Regions from separate parts of the Oryctolagus cuniculus genome. Here region 1 is linked to region 2. The links are chromatin contacts, called in public Micro-C maps. All regions are on one chromosome and are shown on one strand. Each heading gives the region's core, a stretch centred on a gene start, on an enhancer-like site or on the middle of the called end of the contact. The rest is flanking DNA. Distances are from core to core; before and after follow the strand shown. Region 1 holds the start of MACIR (macrophage immunometabolism regulator). Region 2 holds the start of GIN1 (gypsy retrotransposon integrase 1).

Region 1 (6,738 bases), core at 44-2,543, 150 kb before region 2:
CTGGCGTGGGTGGGGAAGCAGGGAGTCCCCAACGGACGTGGAACACTTGCAAGGGGAAAAGGACGGGGCCATCACCGCCCGCCTGCGCGTCCCCACCGCCTTCCTGGCAGATTCGCAGATTCCACCACTAGAGAGAGTTTGGCAGCTTCACAATGGGGCCGCGCTGCCCAAGGTCCGCCCGCCGCCCGCCCGGAAACCCCTTCCCTCCGCTTCCCACCCGCCCCGAAGTCCAGCCGCGACAGGTGGGGCGAGGGCGGGGATGCCCCCCACGACATCTGCTGCTTTCCATTCCGGCCAGCAGCCGGGCCCCGCACCGCACGCGGCCCCGGCCGCGGCCCGGCCGACGCGGGCGGCCTCGCCCCCAGGTGGCAGCGCGGGCGAGGACGGCCGCCGAGATAAGGCCCCGCGGGCTCGCCCCGAGACGCTATCTGGCTGGGGCAGTCGCACCCTGCGCGCGGCCGGGCACGCAGCCAGGGGCGCAGCAGGCCGGGGAAGCAGCCCAGTCCCCCGAGGGGTGCCAGGCCCGCCGCCCCGCGGTGCGGGCACTGCAGCTGAGGGAGCCCGCGGCGCTGCACAGCGGCACAGGCGCTCCGGGTCGCCGAGCCCGCACCTCCCGGGCGAGCGCACGCCGCGCGCACACGGGGGCGCACACCCCCGCACACTCACTCACACGCGCTCTGCACACTCACGGCGTCTCGGGCCCCACCCCTGTGCCAGGAGCCGCGGGCTCCCCGCACCCCGCGCGGGCCCCACCCAGCTCACCAGTCCTCAGCTTCCCGCTCGGGTGCCCGGGCACCGGCCCGCCGAGGCCGTGGGGGACGCTGCAGCCGCCCCGCAGCCACCCATCCCGGGGATCTCCGGCACTGCGCGCCTGGCCTGGACACGAGGCAGGGAGGAAGGGGCGGCGCCGTGACTGGGGCTGGCACCGGGGATCGGAGGCAGGGGGCAGCCCCCTCCCCACCCTACCCCTCTCCCCCCCCCGCCCAGCCATCCCTACCACCTTTTCTGCGGCACAAAAGGTTGCAGGCGGAAACGCCGTGCCCGTGCAACCTACCAGTGGCCCAGAGCTCCGCCGCCTCCGCCGAGCCCGGGGCCGCGGGCCGGGAGACGAGGGCGGGAGAGGCGCAGGGCTGCAGCGCCGAGATCCGGGCGGAGGCCGCCAGCCGAGCCAGCCGGGTACCCTGTCGGCTCCCACCGCGCTCGGCGCCAGCTACCGCCCCGCGTAGTCCCCGCCTCCTCCTCCACCTCCTCCACCTCCTCCTCCTCCTCCTCCTCCGCCCGCCTTCCCGCCTCCTCCCTCTGGCTGCAGAGCCGCAGCCCGTCAGCTCTGAGCCCGCCTCCCGCTTCGCGCTCCGACACCCGGGGGAAGGGCGGGCGCGAGGAAGGCGCTGGAGAAACGGGCGTGGGGTGGGGGGGGTGCGATCGCCGAGTACGGTGGGCAGGGGGCGGCGCGGCACCCTCGCCCCAGGCCGAGCCCTGCGCCCCCACCAGAGAACTCGCAGGCCTGGGAGCGCTCCAGCGTCCCCGGTGACGGTGTGCTGGGGTTTGCGATTGGTTAAGTCTCTGCTGAAAGGGCGCTCTGCGCCGAGAAGTGGAGAAATTACAATGTGCAGGGTCAGGCTTAGAGAGCGACCGAATGTCCGGAGAATGTGTGCGGGGTAGCGGGCGGGAGCAGGCTTCACATGCGGGTCCTGATTGGATTCACTATTTTTCGATCAGCAGAGACTTGATCTTTTCCATCCTGGTAAGAAATGATGTCCCTTGACAAGGTTTGCTTTTCTCACTTCACGTGCATGCACTCTGCCAAATGGGTTCTGCTTAGCGAGAAGATAGTGGCTGACATTAATTTAACTCTGTTTATGCACAGCTGATAATTTCGCCTCTCAACAATTCCAAGAGGAAGTAACTTAGGCACCGCATTTTAAAGATGCAGAAAGTTTCAATACCATCAGCGAGGTCATGTACCCAGTAGGCGGCTGAGCTGGGTGTAGTACCCCAGGATTGTTTTACAGATGTTGGAAATGCTACGGGTCCAAAGCCAGCGAGTTGTGCTTTGTTTTGTTTTTAAAAAGTGTTTTATCCGAACATAAAACACAAAAATTTGGTGTGGATAAATACAATTTAAACAAGTCTTGAATTAAACTTACTTCAGAATCATCATCTGTCCCTTTAAATATAAAGACAAATAAATAGGAAGGCATTTCAAAACATTTGCAGAAAATAGAATTAAAAGATTAAGTTTCTTTTGGCGCTAGAAAAATCTGAAATAAATGTGAATGCGGGGACCTCTAAAAGTTTATGGAATTTTTTTACACCAAACTAAACATCTTTTAATTTCATTTTTCCCCAAACTTTGTTTTAAGATGTTTGCTTGGAAAGCAGAATGGCAACGGGAACAAGAGAGAGAGAGAGAGATCTTCTATCTGTTGGTTCAGTTCCTAAATGGTCACAATAACTCATGCTAGGCCAGGCTGAAGCAGGAACATGGAACTCCATCCAGGTCTCCCAAGTGGATGACGGAGTCCCAAGTACTTGGTCCATCATTGTTGCCTTCCCAGGCGCATTAGTAGGAAGCTGGATTGGAAGCAGAGTGGCCAGGACCCCAACTGGTAATCCCATATGGGATGCAGTTGTCCCAAGCGATGCCCAAAGTGTCCCACAATGGCTGCCCCCCACAGACTTTTCGAAGTACCCTCTTATCAACAGCCCTTCTTCATCACGTGACTTTTGGGGCTCCCAAGCTGACAGTACTTTCATTGTTCTCCAACAATTCTAGGAAATGTCAATTAACTTTCTTGCAACACAGCTGTATAGCAGACCTTTGCAAGCACAGTGGGTGCTGGATGGACCTCTTCTTTGCCTGAGTGAGTAGCTTAGGAGAACACACTGGGAGCTAGTTCAGGCTGTGATCTCCTTGACACAGGAGTGGATTGTTCTGATGGTGTCCTTCTCATAAAAACCACCTCCAAAGCCTTGTCTATTTTATTTTCAGAAACTTAATTTCATTTTTGCCTATCTGAAATCTTATAAGCTTTTCAGAAGAATGCCTTGTACTTGCCCTTTGCCCCGAAACTCTGCCAGTGTTCTTTGGCCAAAAGCAGTAAAGTTCCCATTTGCCTTTCAGTTTATTAGGCCCAACGCCTCTTCAGAAGGTTTTTTTGTCTCCAAATTGCCTCCCTCCCTGGTGGTGCTCCCTGCTCATATCCTAGTCCTCGCCCTTCACCCAGTCACTTCTTGAGCGGTCACTTCTAGACTGTCGCAAAGAACCCCTAATCCACCTGTTCCCCATACAGGGATGCCTGGTGTTCCTTCATGTGTGGCCCCATTGGAGACATGTCGTGTGTCAGCTAAAGACCAGACTGAGTTTTGTCTTAATGAGAAGGGGCGTGGGAGGCTGCAGAAGGAAGGCAGGGTGAGAGTGATGCCGAAGCTCTTCCTTGGGCATTTTTGTGTTCTGTGAGGATCTATTCACTCTGTAAAGCCTGGCCCACTTACAAAGGATTAGGCCCAAATGTGGAGCAGGCCCTGGGATCCGAAGCTCAGACGCTCCAGCTCCATCTCAAACACCTGCTGTGCAGGTTACCTCTCTGCGTCCTTTCTGGAAAAATCGCCTTAACATGTCATCTGACTGGGAGGGGTGATACACAGACGTCAATAGGGACACGTAGCAAACAGCGTGGGAGAACAGGGTAGGTGAATTTCACTATGGCATAAAGAAATGTGACAATAAGAAGTGTCCAAAATTGCACCCCACCTTGAGTATAAACCAACTTGGTTCAGGCAGGGCCTAACCAGGAAAACAGAGACCACATGAAATACCACCACACAGAGAGGTGGGGATGCCGGGACTGGGTAACGCAGATCACGGAAGATCAGAGCTGACCAGGAGTTGGTGAGGCAACCCAGAGGTTAGTACCGCCTTCTGCTCTCCTGCCAGTGCCTTCTGTTAGCCAAGTCCAGGTGCGAGGGAGATGGCCTGCAGGGCCCAGCCCCTCAAGACACAGAGAACAGAAGAGCCCCAAGTGAACCTGTGGGCACCAGCACAAGGCTTTGTTTCACTTTCTAGGCCTCAGTCTTAGGTAGCATTGTCTCCCATGTCCCTGAGTAGGGTCCAAGATCCAAGAGCACAGGTCTTCCCAGGCTATCTGTGGGTGTTGATGGCAGGGGTGGGGAGGCCCTTGGGCTGCTACTCATCTGTCCATAGAGGTGTCCCTTGTCCCCTCCCACAGCCACCACTCTGGCCCGGTGCCAGTGCACCATGTGTCTCCCGATGGGTGGGTGATGGATGGCCCCCGCCAGGCCCCACCCCATACATTCCGTACCTCCCTTCCTGCTCTGATACGACACTTGAAGTCAGAGAAATGTCCCCCACCTGGATCCATCCTGCTAAGCCCCGTATATCCGCAGTCATGCATATTTAGGGTCTTGTGGGGCCCCTGGAGTGTAGGGTGGAAACCCTGCTGCCTGGGGACACAATGACTTCTGTCTCTTCTCAGGGCAGGTCCCCCCTCTTCTTCCTTGTCTCCCCTTCTGCATTTGCCACACCATGCGTTTTGGCAATAAAAGGCAGAAAGAAGAAATGGCCGTGAGCAACTCCTTGGTGCCCTGCCATGGATCTCCCCAGATGAAGAGAAGGCAGAATTTCTTGAAATATTGCCGAGCCGTAGGGCAGATGGTGAGTGCCTGGGAGGAGGAGGGTAGAAGGAACTTGCTTTGTCACATGGTGATCTGGTGGCTGTGGCTTCCACACACAGGTGTCACCAGGAGGTCGGATGGGGGAGGGGGAGCTCCTGCAGCCCACTCAGATGTCCACGCTGAAACCTGTTTCCATCATTGGAGCAGGGGCACAATGGTCAGTCTGACAAATGTCACCACCTCTGGGAGTCCTTATTGTGTGTCTCCTGTCACTACCCAAACCCTGGCCACAGGTGCTAGGGTAGACTGAAGTCCCTCCACCCACTAGCTGCATGTTCAGAGAGGGCATGGATGTGTTTAACCCTCCAAGAAGTCCAGAGACAGGTGGACGTAACAGGTGTTTGGTAAGGATCCAGCTAATTCTAACAGGCCAGGGACAGACAAGCATGCGGGAAGGCCTGCTAGAGCCAGCTTTGTCCTAACTCAGGAGAATTGTTGGCTGAATATCCAGGAGTTGTGCAAATCATTGATAGTCAGCTAATTCTGGAGGCTGTTGAGTCATTGATACTTTGTTTTTTGTTTGTTTGTTTGTTTTTGACAGGCAGAGTTAGACAGTGAGAGAGACAGACAGAGAGAAAGGTCTTCCTTTTTTCGTTGGTTCACCCCACAATGGCCACTGCGGCCGGCATGCTGCGCTGATCTGAAGCCAGGAGCCAGGCGCCTCCTCCTGGTCTCCCATGCGGGTGCAGGGCCCAAGCACTTGGGCCATCCTCCACTGCCTTCCCGGCCATAGCAGAGAGCTGGACTGGAAGAAGAGCAACCAGGACAGATTCCAGTGCTCCAACCAGGACTAGAACCTGGGGTGCCAGCACCGCAGGCGAAGGATTAGCCAAGTGAGCTGCAGCGCAGGCCAAGTCATTGGTACTTTGAATCAACATTTAAAAAAAAATGAAATCAGGGGCTGGTGCTTTGGCATAATGGGAAAAGCTGCCACCTGCAATGCCAGCATCCCATTAGCTCCCTGCTAATGTGCCTGGGAAAGCAGCAGAGAATGACCCAAGTACTTGGCCCCTCCAGCCATGTGGGAGACCAAGATGAAGCTCCTGGCTCCTAGCTTTGGCCTGGCCCAGCCCTGGCCACGTCAGCCATTTGGGGAATGAATCAGCAGATGGAAGATTTTCTTTCTCCCTGCCCCCCCCCCTCCGGTAACTCTGTCTTTCAAATAAAATAAATCTTAAAAAAAATCAGAGGCCAATATTGTGGTACAGTGGGTTAAGCCACCTGTGATGCCAGCATCCCATGTTGGAGACCAGATTTGAGTCCTAGGTGCTCCACTTCTCCTCTAGCTCCCTGCTAGTGGCCTGCCTGGGAAAGCAGCAGATGGTGGCCCAAGTGTTTGGGCCCCTGCCACCCATGCAGGAGACCTGGTTGGAGTTCCAGGCTCCTGAGTGACCTGACTCAACCCCAACCGTTGCGGCCAGTGGAGAAGTGAAACAGCAGATGGAAGACCTCTCTGTCTCTTGCTTCCTCTATATCATTCTGCCTTTCAAATAAATAAAATAAATTTTTAAAACAAGATAAAGTCAACCACGATAGGAGAATTTGCACCATGGGCATCCAAAAATACTGTAAACAGGGCTTCTTCCTTATACCCCTCCTACCTCCACGCCAACCACCCCAAACCCCAGAAAGTCAGTTTAGCAGCAAACCATGGAGAAGGGTCAAAGCACCCCTGCTATGTGCAGGTAGGTCAGAAGCTAAAATCTGAGGTTTCAGGAATATTCTTTCACAGAAGCAAAATGCAGTTAAGTTCCTTAATTTGCATGAAAAAAAATCTAGTTAACTCTTCCTTTTGCCACATTTGCAGCAAGAATATTTGAAACTTACTTGGGGAACCAGCAGGTGGGAGATCTCTTTCTAACTACCTTTCAAATAAAATAGATCAATGAGTTTAAAAAAAAAATAAAAATCTACTCTCATGGCAATTCGGAAAGTGACAATGTATTGTTATTGGCCATGGTCACCCTGCTGCACAATGGGTCTCTGACACTCACTCCCCCTAAGGGAAACTGTGTTCCCTTTGACCAACAGCTCATCTTTAAT
Region 2 (6,754 bases), core at 491-2,990:
AATATCTTTTTGCTAGGATTGTATTTCCTTTTGCCTGGAGTTCATGGTTCTCCTTGGAAGTTCCCATTGCCCCTTAAACAACCAACTGAAAGATCCTGACAAAAAGGGCTTCCCCAGAACTACAATGCCTCTGCCAGACCCCAAGGATACATCAAAACCCTCTCTGGTCTTCTACTCTTCAGGGCATTTCAGATTTATCTTTGCAATTATCTGCTCTTCTCAGAGTTGTTTATCCTCCCCAAGTTTTTATTATGAAAAATTTCAAATATTCAGAAACGTTCAAAGAACAGTCACTAAATATCCATCCATCTGCAATTAGATTCAAAAATTACCAACATTTTGCCATACACACACAGACACACAAGTTCTAGGCACCAACAAACTTCATTTCTAAACATCTCCAAACAATAAGGACATCTTCTCGCATAAGCACGAGAGACCATTTCCACTTAAGAAAATTCATGCTTCTACGCCACTATCTACATGGGAGCTTTTGGAAAACAAAGAACTATATATTGTCAGTACTTAACCAGGTGCATGGCACTTATTTGGGTGATCTGTAAATGCTCCATCATTTGTTCAGTTCAAATCCTCACACCCTGCAAGTCACATGAGTTTAAAACTTAGACATCAACCATTGCTTATACAACTCTGAACCTTCTGCCCATCAGTTTAACAATTTGCTTTAAATAAGCCTGCAGTGCTGAAGTATAGCGAGTGCTGAACTACTGAATTCTGCACGTATCTGTCACTTGTCCGACACAGGTACGCACACGCATACAGATAAATATATATATACACATATATATATATATCTTAATGAATTCTTTCAGCCGCTGCAAGTGCTAGTGAAGAAGTTACAACTGTGGGAGAATAATGGTAGGACAACAGAGAAAACAGACCTCGAAGTCAGATCAGCTTCCTAACAGATTCGGACGTTCAGCTAAACACTAGCGTTACTTGACCTCTCACTTTCTAACTCTGTAAAAGGGGAGTGGTCGTTTAATGTCAGGGAATTGTTGAAGGCGTGGATGGAGAAACACGTAAAGCATTTGACACGGTGAGACCTTCGTCAATGGCTGCTATTATTATCCGCCTACAATAACAACTATATATTTCACTGAAGAACTTGTGACAGCCAAACAGAATTCTTTCCCAGTGAACTCCCAGAGAGGATGCTCTTGCTGAAGTCAGCCATGCTTCCCCCAGCGTAGCATTTCTGCAGGGCAAAGCAAGGCACCGGGCGCGGTCAACACCCAGTAAGTCACAGAGAACCTCGTGGATGGGGGTCCAGAGGTCACTCTGCCGGCCTCGCCCACCCAGGGCACGAGGATGCAACACTTTCCCCGTCGCCCAGGCGAGGCGGTGGCCCGCAGCCTCCGTTCAGACCACGGAACACTGAAACCCACGAGGCTTTTGTTCTTTTTAGGGGGCACGCGGAGGCGCCGACAAGACCGCGGCATGAAAACGAAAACAGCCACCTCTGCCCACATCCGTTCCCCAACTCGAGGCTGCCCACCCCGGCGGAGGAAAGACGCGGCGCGCGGTGGCAGCTCGGCAGCTGCAGTGCGCGGCTTCCCAGGAGGAAGAGACCGCGAGACGCGAGCGGACCCGAGCTCTGCGCGGAACCGCCACTCCCCCATGCCCACGCTGCCACTCGCCCCGGCCCATGCCCCCTCAGAGGAGCACGCGCCCAACTAGGGTCCGCAGAGCACAACAGCGAACACAGCCAACGCCCACCGCGGCCGCGACCCTGCGCGCAGCCTGCTCTGCATCTCCGGTCCTCCATCGCTCGCCGGGCCCTCACCTGCCGCCGCCGCCGCCGCCGCGGTCGTCCCGCGAGCCGCTGGACACGGCCGAGCGCATCCAGGTTTCCGTTCACCCCTTCTAACTCCGAGGGCCGGGATGGGTGGTTCTTCGAGAGACTCCAAGCCGCACGCGTGGACGCGGGTCTTCTCCCTTCAGTAGCAACCGAAGGGCCCCATTGAGGCACCTTCAGCACCACTACACCTCATGAATCTCGGGCACGCCTCTTCCCCGCCCGCCTTGGGTCTCACACCGAAAGCTCGCCGGGCGGAACAACTTCCGGCAGGAGCCAAACGCGCCTTCCTCACCTCTCCGGACCGAGTTTCCGCCTCCCGCAAAAGGACGCCCCTCTTAACGTCCCGGGTGGAGTTCCGCTTCCGGCAGCACCACATAAGTCGCGGGAGGCGGCTTAAATCCTGTCGTTTGCATTTAGGACTACCTTGGTGAGCGGTCATTCTGGTGTGCTTGTGATACCTACTCTTTTTAAATTTTTTTTTTTTTTTCAAGTAAAGTGAGGTGGCCCCTGACAGTCATTTCACAATCATTCGCTTCCACGGGCCTGAAGAAAGGTTTCGCGGAGTCGGTGGAGATGTTGCGCAGGCGCTCTAGGGGCAGGAGGGCCGTGGGCGTTGCGCTGTTCCGCGTGAGCTGAGCGGTAGCTGGGCGAGCTCTCTTGTCAGGCGTGCAGAGCCTCCGGCTGCTCGTAGTCCCGCTTTCCTTAGTGGTCTTTCGCAGGTTAGGCTTGGACTTTACCCGCAAGAATGGAGTAACCAGCCTTGGAAACGCTTCCTGGTGCCCGAGACCCCGGGCTTGCGCGGGCTCGCAAGCCGACGCCCCGAGTCGCTGGCTGTGGAATTTTACCCTAAATTAAAATCCCCTATGGCGGGAAGAAATGGAGCCCAGGAAGCAGTCTTGCCGTGTTAAAGGGAAACGCATACATTTTTACCCCGGTGTGGACTGCCCTCCAATGGGCGTGTCTGAGCCCAAGTAGAGCTGTCGCTTCCAAATGGAAACCCGAGTGCCCTGTGTGGCCTCGATGTCGAGGGCATTTCTGGTGGGAGGAATGCGATCCTTAAGCTGAAGCCGGTACTGGAGAAGTAGCTGGTGTGTTTAGGGTTCCCCGCCTTTGGCGTTAGGCAACAACTGTGCCGGCCCGTTTTTCAGAAGTTACGCTAAAGGGATTCACAGGAGAAGTCTGAATCCAAGTTCACGTGTGCATTGAAATATTAACGGCGTTTAAGTTGGAACGCGTGCTTGTTATACTACCTGGGCTTCAGCTTGTGGCCTGGATGGTTTTCACCCTCGTTGAAACTCAGTTACAGCCTGATTTTATCTAAAATGTTGCTTAACTGCCTTATTTTCTTGGCCACACAAGGTCAGGCTATCAAAACAATTACGCAATAAGTATTTCCACAGGTATTTGTTGATTTTATTTGATACTGTGCAGGGGAGAGTGTGAAAAGCACAACCAAATATCCCGACATTCCTTTTGCAAACCTCTTGTAGTCAGCCTCCTTCAATACTTTTTCCTAAACCTAATTTCTTGGAAATTCCAAGGTAAAGAAAGCTTAAAATGATATCCATTTATGTAATTCAAGCCAGTTTAGTCTCCCTTACAGATGTTACCTCTGCTTAATAATCTTTAAAGATACGTGATTAAGTTCATTCTGGGTAGGACAGTTTAAAACTATTTTCTCAGATTAACTACTTAAATGCATGCTTTGTAGGGACCAAGTGCTGACTGATCATTGAAAAGGAAAAGAAGCCGGCGCCGTGGCTCAATAGGCTAATCCTCCACCTTGCGGCGCCGGCACACCGGGTTCTAGTCCCGGTTGGGGCGCCGGATTCTGTCCCGGTTGCCCCTCTTCCAGGCCAGCTCTCTGCTATGGCCAGGGAGTGCAGTGGAGGATGGCCCAGGTGCTTGGGCCCTGCACCCCATGGGAGACCAGGAAAAGCACCTGGCTCCTGGCTCCTGCCAGGATCAGCGCGGTGCGCCGGCTGCAGCGGCGGCCATTGGAGGGTGAACCAACGGCAAAAGGAAGACCTTTCTCTCTCTGTCTCTCTCTCACTGTCCACTCTGCCTGTCAAAAAAAAAAAAAAAAAAAAAAAAAAAAAAAAAAAAAAAAAAAAAAAAAAAAAAAAAAAGAAAAGGAAAAGAAAAACTGGTTCAAATTCTTTATCATATATGTGTATTTCCAATATTTTTCCCAGCTATGATTTCTCTTGGTTTCTTAACAGTATCTTTAAAAAAAAAAAAAAAACTAAGTCTTTTTTTTTTTTTTAAGGATGGTATGTTTTGTTCTTACAGGAAGTCACTGCCTAACTTGAGGTCTCATATTTTCCTTTTTCTCTTATAGACATTCTGCAGGTTTAGGTGTACATTTAGGCCTATAACCAATTATGAGTTCATCCTTTTTCATATGGATGTTCAATTTTTCCAGCATTTATTGGAAGAATATTCTTTTCCCATTGAATTGACTTGGCATCTTTGTTGCAAATCAGTTTATCATATCTGAGCCCTATTCTGTTTCATAGAACTGTGGCTGTTATGCTAGTACCACACATCTTGATTACCATAGCATTATTAGAAGTCTTAAAATCAGGTAATGTGAAGTTCTTAAACTGTGTTCATTTTCCAAACATGTTTTCACAATTCCAAGTTCCTTATTTTTCCTATCAATTTTAGAACCAGTCTATCCATTTCTACAAAAGAGCTTGCTTGGTTTCTCCTTGGGATTGTATTGAGAGTATAGATCAGTTTGGGGGAGAATTGTCGTCCTAATGAATTTGCCCATTTTTTTTTTCCCCTCATTATTGGAGAGGGAATGGCTCTTTCCAGCTTTCTAGTCTATACAGAAGCCTGCGTGGAAATTTGTCAGTGGTACTTCAGAAAGAAATAACTACCGTTGTTCACTGTATTATTCTTATTGGAAGAAATCACCAGACTGATTGCTGTTTTAAAATACACACAAAGACTGGTATCTCCCTCTCTTTGTCAGCTGGATGCTGTTCCTCACTGCCCTCTCAGGAACCTCAAACCATCAGTCATATAACTTTCTCTCCCGTTTCCAGTTCTCTCTCCAAAAACGCTTCTCTTAGCATTAAACTTTTATCCCCTTCTTAAAACAATCTCTCTGTTTAATTTTTTTTGTATTTTAGTTCATAGTAAAATACTTTAATATGAAACCATCTGAAGCCATTTTAGCATGTAACCATCATCAATATTCATCCCCAGAACTCTTCATCTTGTGTAACTGAGACTTTGCACCCGTTAAACAGTAACTCCCCTCTCCCCATCTTCAGACCCCTGGCAACCACTGTTGTACTTTCTGCCTCTGAATTTAACTAAATTTCTCGTACTTGTATAAGTAGAATCATACAAATGGTATTTGTCTTTTTGCGATTGGTTCATTCCACTTAGTAAGATTTCCTCAAGATTCATCTACAGTGTAGCATGTATTAAAATCTCCTCCCTGTTAAGACTGACTAATATTTCATTGTATTTAGATACCATACTTTGTTGAAACTCCTGGCCTTAATAGTTAAACTCAAGCTTACTAAATCCATTTTTTCAGTGCCTACTCATTTCTTACGTTGTTGCAGTCTGAATTCCACCTGCCCTGCTCTAATATTTCCAAAGCCACAGGATATATTTTAGTTCTTCTATCACTAAACCTCTCCTCCTACTTCCTTTTTTTTTTTTAATTTATTTATTTGACAGAGTTAGACAGTGAGAGAGAGAAAGGTCTTCCTTCCGTTGGTTCACCCCCAAAATGGCCGCCACAGCCAGAGCTACACAGATCCGAAGCCAGGAGCCAGGTGCTTCCTCCTGGTCTCCCATGCAGGTGCAGGGGCCCAAGCACTTGGACCATCCTCCATTGCCCTCCTGGGCCACAGCAGAGAGCTGGACTGGAAGAGGAGCAACCGGGACAGAATCCGGCGCCCCGACCGGGACTAGAACCCGTGGTGCCGGCACCGCAGGTGGAGGATTAGCCAAGTGAGCCATGGCGCTGGCGCCGGCCCCTGCTCCTACTTCTAAGATGAGAAAGACTGTATGTGCTGTGTATGTGTCCTTTTTAGATACTTATTTAAAAGATATCTTCTCCCAGTCTATCACCTTTTCATATTGATGGTATTTTTCAATGAGTTTTGATTTTCATAATGTCTTATTTGTCAAATGTTTTTTTTCTTCTATAGATAATGTTTGTTGTGTTCTACTTAGGAAATTTTGGCTATCCCAATGTTTTCAAGATCTTTTCATATTTTTCTTCCAAAAGCTTTGCCATTTATCATTCATTTTTAGGTTTATGATTTATCTGGAATTAATCGTTGTGGAAGACGTGAGGTAGGAGGTTAAAGTTTATTCTTTCCCTAAATAGAATTCCAGTTGTTCCCTCACCATTCATTGAGAAGATCATCTCTTCCCCTCTTGTCTTAAAAATTCTGTTGTAAACCAATTGATTTTATATTTGTGTAGCTAATTCTGGACTCTGTTCCTGTGACCTGTTATGTCAGTAATACACTGTATTATTTATTTTTTATAGAAAGTCTTAAAATCAAGTCTATTTATTTTTGAGATGTTTTAGAAACTGACAATTACATTTGTTTGATTTGGAGGTACAACCATCTTTTGTAAAATAAAAAAAAGTCACATTTAATTTTTAATGGAAAATGAATTTAAACAACAAAGTTTTATAACACTTTTATTTATTTTACTTTTGATTGACAAATTATATGTATTTGGGTACAAAGTGGGATGTTTTAGTACTTCTATGTATTGTGTAATCAAGTTAGGGTAATTAGTATGTCCATCAACTTTAAACATTTATCATTTTTATGGCAATAACATTAAAAATATTCTAGCCATTTCAAAAGATACATGACATAATTGCACATATATTATTGTTAACCATAGTCAAGTTTTATAATACTTTATAGGAGAGAAAAC

What was found. Hi-C and Micro-C count contacts between places; a contact is called where the count stands out from the background.
Region 1: a Micro-C map of ear pinna shows a contact between it and region 2, with 4 times the contacts expected there. The contact joins the promoter of MACIR here to the promoter of GIN1 in region 2. A contact is called at or near these places in 2 of 6 Hi-C or Micro-C datasets (ear pinna and an unstated tissue).

What each region holds. Positions count from the first base shown.
Region 1 is chr14:25,704,555-25,711,292 of mOryCun1.1, reverse strand. It overlaps MACIR (macrophage immunometabolism regulator), which reads right to left and starts at 1,293. Exons shown (of 3, transcript XM_051853595.2): 1 at 1,055-1,293.
Region 2 is chr14:25,557,086-25,563,839 of mOryCun1.1, reverse strand. GIN1 (gypsy retrotransposon integrase 1) reads left to right here and starts at 1,740. Exons shown (of 8, transcript XM_008261986.4): 1 at 1,740-1,870. PPIP5K2 (diphosphoinositol pentakisphosphate kinase 2) reads right to left here and starts at 1,947. Exons shown (of 29, transcript XM_070056500.1): 1 at 1,808-1,947.